Linked DNA regions of Rattus norvegicus: region 1 is linked to region 2. Evidence: chromatin contacts called from public Hi-C data. All regions are on one chromosome and are shown on one strand. Each heading gives the region's core, a stretch centred on a gene start, on an enhancer-like site or on the middle of the called end of the contact. The rest is flanking DNA. Distances are from core to core; before and after follow the strand shown.

Evidence for each region. Hi-C and Micro-C count contacts between places; a contact is called where the count stands out from the background.
Region 1: a contact with region 2 is called in a Hi-C map of hepatocytes, with 2.7 times the contacts expected there. The contact joins two enhancer-like sites. A contact is called at or near these places in 4 of 12 Hi-C or Micro-C datasets (hepatocytes, kidney and liver).

Annotation. Positions count from the first base shown.
Region 1 is chr11:75,874,140-75,879,187 of GRCr8, reverse strand. It overlaps a transcript of Popdc2 not described here. Among named protein-coding and RNA genes, the nearest start is that of Popdc2, 20 kb to the left of the region's middle. Within about 2 kb of position 2,902, at least 7 of the 93 cell types and tissues checked have an H3K27ac peak or open chromatin away from gene starts, as enhancers often do. A contact at or near this core is called in hepatocytes, where this site is marked.
Region 2 is chr11:75,749,697-75,754,727 of GRCr8, reverse strand. The region is part of intron 5 of Timmdc1 (translocase of inner mitochondrial membrane domain containing 1); the gene reads right to left. Among named protein-coding and RNA genes, the nearest start is that of Timmdc1, 18 kb to the right of the region's middle. Within about 2 kb of position 3,772, at least 14 of the 93 cell types and tissues checked have an H3K27ac peak or open chromatin away from gene starts, as enhancers often do. A contact at or near this core is called in hepatocytes, where this site is marked.

The DNA of each region.
Region 1 (5,048 bases), core at 1,653-4,152, 130 kb before region 2:
TTTAAATAGCCAGGTTAAAAACATTCTGCTAGCTTTTACACATTTCCCCGAAATAATCTTTTTCCTCTAAATGGTATCTTTTGGTGAACAGATGTTGACTTCCCTGTAGGATTGGTCTCCCCCTTCTCCTAGATCACTGCCGTGTCCTGTTTGAGGACCTCACTAAAGATGGCCCCCATCTCATCCTTCTAAATGTTTTATTGTGTTACAGTTCGTGATGAAGCCTGTATTTGGGTTTGGAGTGTGGCATGAAGCCAAGGCCCACTGGGCGTTCGTTACTGAAATGGTTATTAACCATTACACTAGCATCCGTCACCACCTTTTGTCATAAGTCAAATGCCCCTGTACCCACAGTTCTTTCTGGAGCTGGGCTACGGTAGCTCTGTTTGCTTCTTGTAGTGCCCCTGTGCTACATCCTGTTCTGTTTCCATCCATTAGTAAGGCCACCTTACAGTAGCTGATGTAGTGTTAGAGTGAGCTTTGGTATCTGGCAGTCTAGCTGTTCCTGGGTTACAATGGCACATAACTGTTCCCTGAGTTGTACATAAGCTTTACAGCTAGCATGTCCATTTTGAAGCATACACAGGTCAAGTGTGGACAACTGTTATCTCCACAGCACTGATTTTTTTTCCAATTTCTGAGCATAGCCTAGCACTTCATTCTTGTCTCCTTTATTTTCTCACAGTTACGTTTCATGTTTGTAGTTATTTGATGAGTTCGTTGTGATTATAGATGCTATCATTAAATACTTCTTACTTTCCGGTTGCCCATTGCTGCTTACATAATACAAATAAGTTTTGTGATTTCAACTTCCACTCAGTAATTATGATAAATACATGCATTAATTCTCATCATAATCTACACATTCTGCAGGGTTTTCTTACATGCATTAATTCTCATCATAATCTACACATTCTGCAGGATTTTCCATTACGTTCCATAGATAACATTACGTTCTCTATGTTTAGCGACAGTTTTTCTTCTTTGCTGACCCATCCTTCCCCGCCAGTCCTTTCCGGTACCTGTTAGGTAGGACCTTTAGTACGGGGACAGAGTGGATGGCAGAGGGCATCTTCCTTTTACAGCTCCCTAGAGGAAAAGATTTTTGATATTTTGTCATTAGTCCGAGGAGTGCTTAAGTCTGAGCAGTTTCTTTTTACTTAAGAAAAACAGAGTCGGTGCTTAAGATGCTTCTCTTTTTCTTTTTCAGATGAAATTTCTCTATATTCGTATTCCTTTGAAATGTGAACGAATATTAATGTTATCAAATGGTTTTCTTCTTTTTTTTCTTCTTTTCTTTTTTTCAAGCTGGGGACCGAACCCAGGGCCTTGTGCTTGCTAGGCAAGCGCTCTACCACTGAGCTAAATCCCCAACCCCTCTTTTTTTTATTCTTATTCTTTTGGTCTGTGGTGTTTGTTTTGAGGGTTTCATGGAACCCAGGCTGAACTAAAACTTGCTATATACCCAAGGATGGCCTCAAACTCCTCATCCTCCTGCCTCCACTTCCCCAATGGTGATTATAGGCTCCTGTCGCCACACTGGGCCTCTACATTTACTGAGATTACTTGTCTCCTTTATTCTGATAACACTGTAAATTCTACCAATAGAGATGCTTTTTTTTAAGCCAAGAAAAACAGAACAAAAACCCATACATCCTGAAATAAATCTATCTTATTCCTGGAACAAACCCAGCTGTATCCTGGTATTTCCATGTATTTCTGAACTTGGTTTGAGAACACTTTGTGTCTCTGTATTTTGTAATGCAGTCAGGTTGAGTATCAAAATTGCATTCACTTTGTAACTTCGAATTGAGGTCTCTCTCCCTCTCCTTTCCTCCTCACCTTTCTTCTTCCATCCCATTCTTTAGAAGAGCTATTTAAATGGAAGCATGATGCTTTAACCCTTTGCAGCGATCCTGTCTTCCTCACCGTTTGCTCGCCACCCCCACCTCGCCCCGCCCCGCCCCGCCCCGTCTCGCCCCGCCCCACCTCGCCAGGCCCCGCCCCACCTCGCCCCGTCTCGCCCCGCCCCACCTCGCCCCGTCTCGCCCCGCCCCACCTCGCCCCGCCCCGCCCATCTACCTCTTTGCTCATTTGTTCAGGCCCCAAGCTTTGGAGGCTTTTTTGCTATACTGTTATCTCTGTCTTCAGACTAGATCCCACCCTCCTCCGTGGTAAGCACGAACATCAAGCCACCATTACTTCAGAATTAGATTCCCTGCAATGTAACCATCCCTCTGTCCCTCCTCCCCGCACAACAAAATGCTCATCTGAAAGTTTCACCATTGTGTGCAAGAGTGCAGGGAAACCACTGCACTAGACCACCCCGTGGGTAGAAAGAATGGTTTATTGTGATCAAACTACCAAGGCCATCTGGTGGGGCGGGGTGGGGGTGGAGCAAAGGGATGGGGGGGGGGCAAGATAGTGGAAAAGAAAGTGGATTTTATATGGCAGTGAGCAGGGTGGGAGTCTTTGAGCTGATACTGTTCTGACTGACCAGGAACTAGTTGCTCTTGCCCAAGGTCGATGGCCTTTGGGGGTGGATTAAAGAATTAAGGGAGATTCCTGGCAAACATAAACATGCCCAGTGAGATCCGATTTTCTGGTAAACAGAAACCAGATTTCAGGCTTCTGCTTACCCAGTAACAGTCTTTCTATTTACCCAGCCAAAGTCCTTCTGACTAGGACAGTGTCACCGGCACTGCCATTTCGAGGGTCCTGCTGTCTAGCCATAAGGAAAGTAAATAAACATGTGTAAGGCTTCACTATCCTTCAGTTCAAAATTTCAAATGGTTTTCTATTCCACTGGAATAAAACCTGAGCTGCTTCCTGGTGCGGCTTCAGTCAGCCTGGCTACTTTCCTGGCAAAGGTTTATTCACTGATAGGCCCCGTGACTCTCTGGGCGTCTGTCTGTCTTCCTAGAGTCCAGGGATTCTGTTGATTTTTGGTCACCAGGTACTATCATCTGCAGGAAGAAAAGACTTGGTCTTGAGTTATTTTCTTTGCTTTAAACTGGAAGCATGTGCGGCTGTTCACTAATTAGACCTTATCACACTGGCTGTTCACTAATTAGACCTTATCACACTGGCTATTCACTAATTAGACCTTATCACACTGGCTGTTCACTAATTAGACCTTATCACACTGGCTGTTCACTAATTAGACCTTATCACACTGGCTATTCACTAATTAGACCTTATCACACTGCCTATTCACTAATTAGACCTTATCACACTGGCTGTTCACTAATTAGACCTTATCACACTGGCTATTCACTAATTAGACCTTATCACACTGCCTATTCACTAATTAGACCTTATCACACTGGCTATTCACTAATTAGACCTTATCACACTGCCTATTCACTGACTAGACCTTATCACACTGGCTGTTCACTAATTAGCCCTTATCACTATCACACTGGCTATTCACTAATTAGACCTTATCACACTGGCTATTCACTAATTAGACCTTATCACACTGGCTATTCACTAATTAGACCTTATCACACTGGCTATTCACTAATTAGACCTTATCACACTGGCTATTCACTGACTAGACCTTATCACACTGGCTGTTCACTATTAGACCTTATCACTATCACGCTGGCTGTTCACTAATTAGACCTTATCACACTGGCTGTTCACTAATTAGACCTTATCACACTGGCTATTCACTAATTAGACCTTATCACACTGGCTGTTCACTAATTAGACCTTATCACTATCACACTGGCTGTTCACTAATTAGACCTTATCACACTGGCTGTTCACTGACTAGACCTTACACACAAAGTGCCTACACAGGCCCAGGGCTGGAATCGTGAGCTGCTTCACTTCCGGTGTCACTGCATCCATAAGCTGAGCCATCTTCTCCTTCAGAAATTTACTTAGGGACCTGTACTTCACCTTTGGTATTCTCTAGCACAGCCCTTTCCCAAAGTGCCTCTTCCACACAGTGCACAGCAGCAGTTGTCACATGGTCACTTCAGACAGGGAAGTCCGGGACACACTCACTCCACGAATCTGAGTTATGCAGCCTAGAAGCTGAGCTTTCGCTCAGACGCCTGAAGAAGCACTCTACTGACCTGAATCCTACTCACTACTCGGTATCCTCCTTTCCCACCTTGACTGTGCCACTCACCTACCCTGTTGCCGCCGTTCTCTGTAGGCCCCTGGGACCATCTCCCTCACTTCATTTCTTTCCAGGCTCCCCCTTGGGCTCTTGAGAGCTAAGGGCTTTCTCATCCACTGCTGTGGCTGGGGCACATCACAGGGTCTCAGGCTTGGCCTCAGTTGGCAGTTGTTAGGTGCCCGTCCACCTCATTTACCATTATCAGAGTGACTCACGCATCTCCCTTAAGAGGATGTCTCTCTCAAGAGGGGGAAGGCTAACACTTGGATTTCCGGACCTCTCATTCCATTTTTCCAGTTTTCCCAGCCTCTCTCCTCTATCCAAGCCAGGACCCTTTCTCTGGTTCTTTAAGACCAGTGAGGAAGAAGGTTTTTCTCTGCGGTTCCTTGAGACCACGATGAATCATTCTGGCCTGATTTCCCCGCCTCCTGCCCAGTGAAGCTTTGCCTTTGTGCATCTTCCTTCAAGTGCCCAAGAGGAAAATATTACTTACTCTTGACCTTCGTCCTGTTCAGGTCCTTCCCCTTTCCATGAATCCCCTTTCTTGTGATATAATTTCTCTTCACTTAACCACTTACATTTCCCAATTCCCCCAACAAAGTTCCTAAATTATTTTAAACATCTGTCTTCGACATGAAAGCATACTCAAAACTGCCACATTTACAGGGCGCCATTTTATCTACCCTAGCAAGCACGACTTTGGTGTTCCTTAGCATATGGATTTGCTAAGGTCTTGGCTGTCCTTGTGCCTGGGTGCATAAGGCCAGCTCTGCCATGAGACTCTCCAGGAGTTCTGAGATTAGAGATACTGTTAGGCTTGGAGGCTTGGTTCCAAGGGGGAGGGTGTGAGATGGCTCAGTGTTACCCTTGCTGTGGTGCTTGATGGACGTTGAGTTTGAACCCTTGAATTGAC
Region 2 (5,031 bases), core at 2,523-5,022:
AGAGGTCATAAGAGTGGGAGAGCTGACCAGGCTTTCTACGAATGGTGGCATTGGGTGACTAGCTGAAGCGGTGTTGGAGAGCCTGACCTGGTGGTGAAGATAAGGGAGAGCCAACGGGCTGACCAGGTCAGCTACCACCCTGGCCCAGATCTAGGACTTTAGAGTTGGCTATCCTAAATTCTGTATCATCTGTGAACTGTTAGGGCACATGTAAGGGTCAGTCCTGTTGATCTAAAGCTGCAGGATCTCCATGACACAGGGCAACAGCGATAACTGGGGAGTCCTAGTGAGAATCCAATATTGATAATATCACAGAATTCAGAGACCTTGAACAGGGCCAATGAATGACCATTGCAATGAACATGTGCAAGTGAAGGTGTGTGCACAGAGGGGTGCACTGTGGGACACTATGGGATACAGTGGGACACACTGTGACACACCACAGCTTCCACAGGTGCTTTCTATGCTTTGTTTCGTTTCTTCTCTTGTTTGTGTGTTTTTTATTTGGGGGTGGGGGGAAAGCTGCAAGGGAGGGCAGAGAGTGGATACCAGGGAGACTGGGATGCATGATGTGAAACTCACAAAGAATCATAGTCAAAGAGACAGACAGACAGACAGACAAACAGACAAACAAAGAGGAGAAATGCAAAGACTAGTTCATTCATATAGCACCAGCCCTGGAGGGGAAGATGTGTGGTGGGATTCTTTGGTGGAAGAAGGAAGTTACTAGAGCTCTGAGGGACAGAGTCATGAAGCATCTTCATATTCTAGAGTCTGGTGTAACTGACAACTGCTGTGTCACCAGCTATGTCCTAAGAGACTGATACAGGGGCAGCAGTTAGGAGTACTTGTTGTCCTTGCAGATGACCCCGGTTTGATTTACACTGCTTTCAAGGGACCTAATGACCTATTTAGTCCTCTGAGGGCAGTAGGCATGTACTCATATACATATAAAAATAAAATAAACAAACATCAAAAACAAAGCCAAAACAACTTCATTAGGGCTTGGGGAGAAGACGTGGGTTTGGAAGCCCAGCACCCAGGTAAGAAGTCAGGTGTGGTAGCATGTACCTCTACTCCTGTACAGGGGAGGTGGGGAGAGGGGAATCTTGAGCCAGTCAGTGAGCTCCAGCTTCAGTGAGTGATCCCATTTTAAAAGTAAAGTGGATGGAGCTGAAGACACAGCTTAGTGGTAAAGCCCTTCCTGTGGGTCAAGGCCCTCAATTTGAACCCCAGTGTGACTAGATAGATAGATAGATAGATAGATAGATAGATAGATAGATAGATAGATAGATAAACAAAAAGGTAGAGAGCGATCAAGGAAGACACCCAACATTGATTTCTAGTCTCCACACCCATGAACATAATGCACATGTATACAAAAAAATGTGTGTGCATGCACAAAAGAGACTGATTTAGATAATCATCATAGGGACAAACAGGATTTGGTCCCTATGTTCTCAAGATAAAAATTTTATAAGGCAAATTCTCTCTGGCCAGAATTTCAATAATCTCATTTACATTCTCTTTCTTTCTTTCTTTTTTTTTTTTTTTTGCTAAACAAAAGAAATCCAAAAATACATCAGCAGACATTTAAAAAATGTCTCACTGAGAGGGGGTGAGGGAGAGAATTATGTATTACTAAAAAGAGAAACCATGGGCTGGAGAAATGGCTTAGTGGTTAAGACCTTCCAGAGGTCCTGAGTTCAAATTCCAGCAACCACATGGTGGCTCACAATCGTCTGTAGTGGGATCTGATGCCCTCTTCTGGTGTGTCTGAAGACAGCTCCAGTGTGCTTATATGTAATAAATAAATAAATTTTTTAAAAAAGAGAAACCATTACATGCTACAATGTAAATAAATCTCAAGCAAGTTGGTAAGCAAGTGAAATAAGCCAGTTACAAAAGGACGAAATGTTGTGATTCCATTCATTCAAATGCTGTATGATTCTGGTATGCATGTCAAAATTAAATAGAAGGGAAAGTAAAAAGAAGGTTGCCAATAGCTGGGTGGAGTGATGAGAGGAATTACAGTTTAAAAATATAGTTTCAGGTTTTAGACAAAACATTATGGGGATGTAATGTACAACAACATTAATATGTTTAATATTACTGAATTCATACTTAAAATGGTGACAATGTGGGAAAATGGGAGGACCCATAAGAACAAAGTATTATGAAAATGCCATGCTCCATTCTATACTAATTTTAAAAACTAATAAAAAATAGTCAAGATGATAAGTGTAACATATTTTTGCTGGTTTGACAGAGGGGGTAAAATGGCAGGTGTACATGCCTGCAATCCCACTGCCTCAGAGGTAGCAGTAGGAAGATCAGAAGTTCAGGCTTAGTCTTGGCTACATGGGGATGTTGAGGCTAGCCCAAACTAGTGACCCTATCAGGAAAAATTTTCCCACTAGCTTCAACAATGTTTCCCTCCAGACCAAGCTTATAGACTACCAATACAACAAAAATAATGTTAGCAGTGGGTTTTGACAAACGAAATTTCATTCAATTAAAAAACTGTAAAATAAGCCAGGTGGTAGCAGCATATGCCTTTAATCCCAGCACTCAGGAGGCAGAGGAAGGTAGATCTCGGAGTTCAAGGCCAGCCTGGCCTACAAAATAAGTTCTAGGATAGCCAAGGGTATACAGAGAAACCCTGTCTTGAAAAAGAAAACTGTAAAATAAAATCCATAAATCCAGCTGTGTGTAATAAATCATGCTTATAATCTCAGCATTCAGAAAGCTAAGGATGATAACAAGGTCAAGGCTGGCCTGCCCTACAGAGCATCTCAAACCTCTCAGTCCCCTCCCTTCAGAACAGACAACCATGATTCAACCTGACAAAGTGGTAGGATGGCAGATGGGTGGGTCAGCAGGGATGAAGGATAACTCGTTCAGAAGAATGTCAATTAATGGGAACACAAGGATGGCCAGGACCAGGCTGTCTTTGTAAGCACCTTCCCAAAAACCAAGGTGCAAGGATGTCAATGCATTGTTAAAACCACTGCAGCAAAGGCACGTGGGGACGGGATGACGGGTGTTCAGTCACATGCGCTCCCTACCTAATCACATGGGAAAGAACTGCAGTGGAACTGAATAGAGAGCCCTGCCTCAAGTCTCCCCACATTTGCTGTCCGAATCCCTCCACTGCTGGAACACGGTCTAAGAATGGAGTCGTGTGAGGACTGAGTGCTTGAGAGAAAACTTCAAAACAAGACAAAAGAGTCTTGTGACCTCAGTTTCTTCAAAACACACAAGTGTTCTTAGGGACTGGCCCATGCTGTGCCCTCCCAGGTGTATGGAGAGATGTGAGTTGTCTAAGAGACTCACTGTCACCTGCCACTATGATTCAGCTGTCCCTGTGGAAAGATCTCTGCCATGGGTGACTTGTCCTGTAATTGTTCACTTGACTAAAGGATTCCTCTTGACCCTGTCTGATGCTCTGAATAAAGATGGAAATCACATGAGACTTTGGTCCACCTCATCTTTAGGATCCAGTCTCCTGGGTCCCATTGTCTCTAGTACACCTGTGGTTTTGCCATGTTGCATGGAAATATGGATTTTGGAGTTCTGGTTTAATCAAGAAGGAGATTATCTGGGTGAGTGAGCTTAAAAGCTGTCTCCTTTGTCTGAAAAGGAGCAGAAGATTCAGTGTGAGGAGAGAGATTGTTATTCTGAACATGGATGGCCCATGAGAAAGATGTGGGTGGCCTCTAGGAACAGGGAGGGAGTGTCTGGCTTTCAGTCCCAGCGAGGAAATGCGGATCACAGACTGTTTGACTCAGACTCCCTCTAGTGCATGCCAGGGAATAGTACACGGGATCATGTAACAGTTTTAGTTTTACTGTTTGCTTTTGGTTTATTGATTTTTTTGAGACAAGGTCTCATGTAGCCCAAGCTGGCATCATATAGGTAGCCAAAGATGACCTTGAACTCCTGTCTTTTATATTGTAATTCAGCGGTTTTCAACCTGTGGGTCCTGACCCCTTTGGGGAGTTAAATGACCCTTTCACAGGGGTGACATATTAGATATTTACATTGCAACTCTCAATGGTAGCTAAATTACAGCCATGAGGTAGCAAGAAAAGAATTTTATGGTTGAGGTCACCACGCCATTAGGAGCTAGCCGTGTTAAAAGGTGGAAGCGTCAGAAGGCTGAGAACCGCTGCTCTAAGGGCTGAGATACAAGTGTGATCCACCCTAGTTTCCAGGCAGCCCCATACTCACTGATATCTGCCTGCCTTACATTCCCACCAACAGTGTGTGCAGCTTCCTCTCACCTCCATCCTTGCCAACACAGATCATCACCAATATACCAAATACTTAACGCTTATAATGGGTGACATACATGCCTCTTGCTGTGCTATACACCAGGGGCACAGCTGCACTTATGTAGCAACCCTGACAAAAACATTTAACCCAAAGCTAACGCAAGGATAATCAAAGCAAACTGAGAACCACTCTGGGGACTGCAGTGGCAATGAAAGGGCTGACACCTCTATTGCAAACTCTCCCTAGCAGACGCATGCTGATACAGTTAGGGGTAATCCCAAATGGTTCAACTTAGCCTTGTGCATGCTGGGCTTGTGCTCTGATGCTGAACTGATTTCCCAGCCCTGCTAAGTCTTTAAACCATTACACTTCTTACTCTGTGTGCGCACGTGTGTGCGTGAGCATGGGTGCGCAGGTCACAGACAATCAGCAGTCAGATCCTTCCTTTGAACATGTGGGTTGTAGGGATACAAGTCAGGACAGCAGGCTTGGGGGTAAGCTTACTGAGCCACTTCACAAACCCATACACAGCTTCTCTATTGGGGCACGGGGGTATTTCGAGGCAGAAGCCCTCTGCGTAGCCCTGGCTGTCCTGGAGCTCACTCTATAGAGCAGGTTGGTCTCACAGTCAGAGCTCTGTCTGCCTCTGCCCACTGGACTAAAGGCTGGGATTGAGTCCATCATGAGGCCTTAGTATACTCATTAATCCAGCTTCTCAGTAGGGTTGAAACCATTTTGAATTTCTAGCATTTT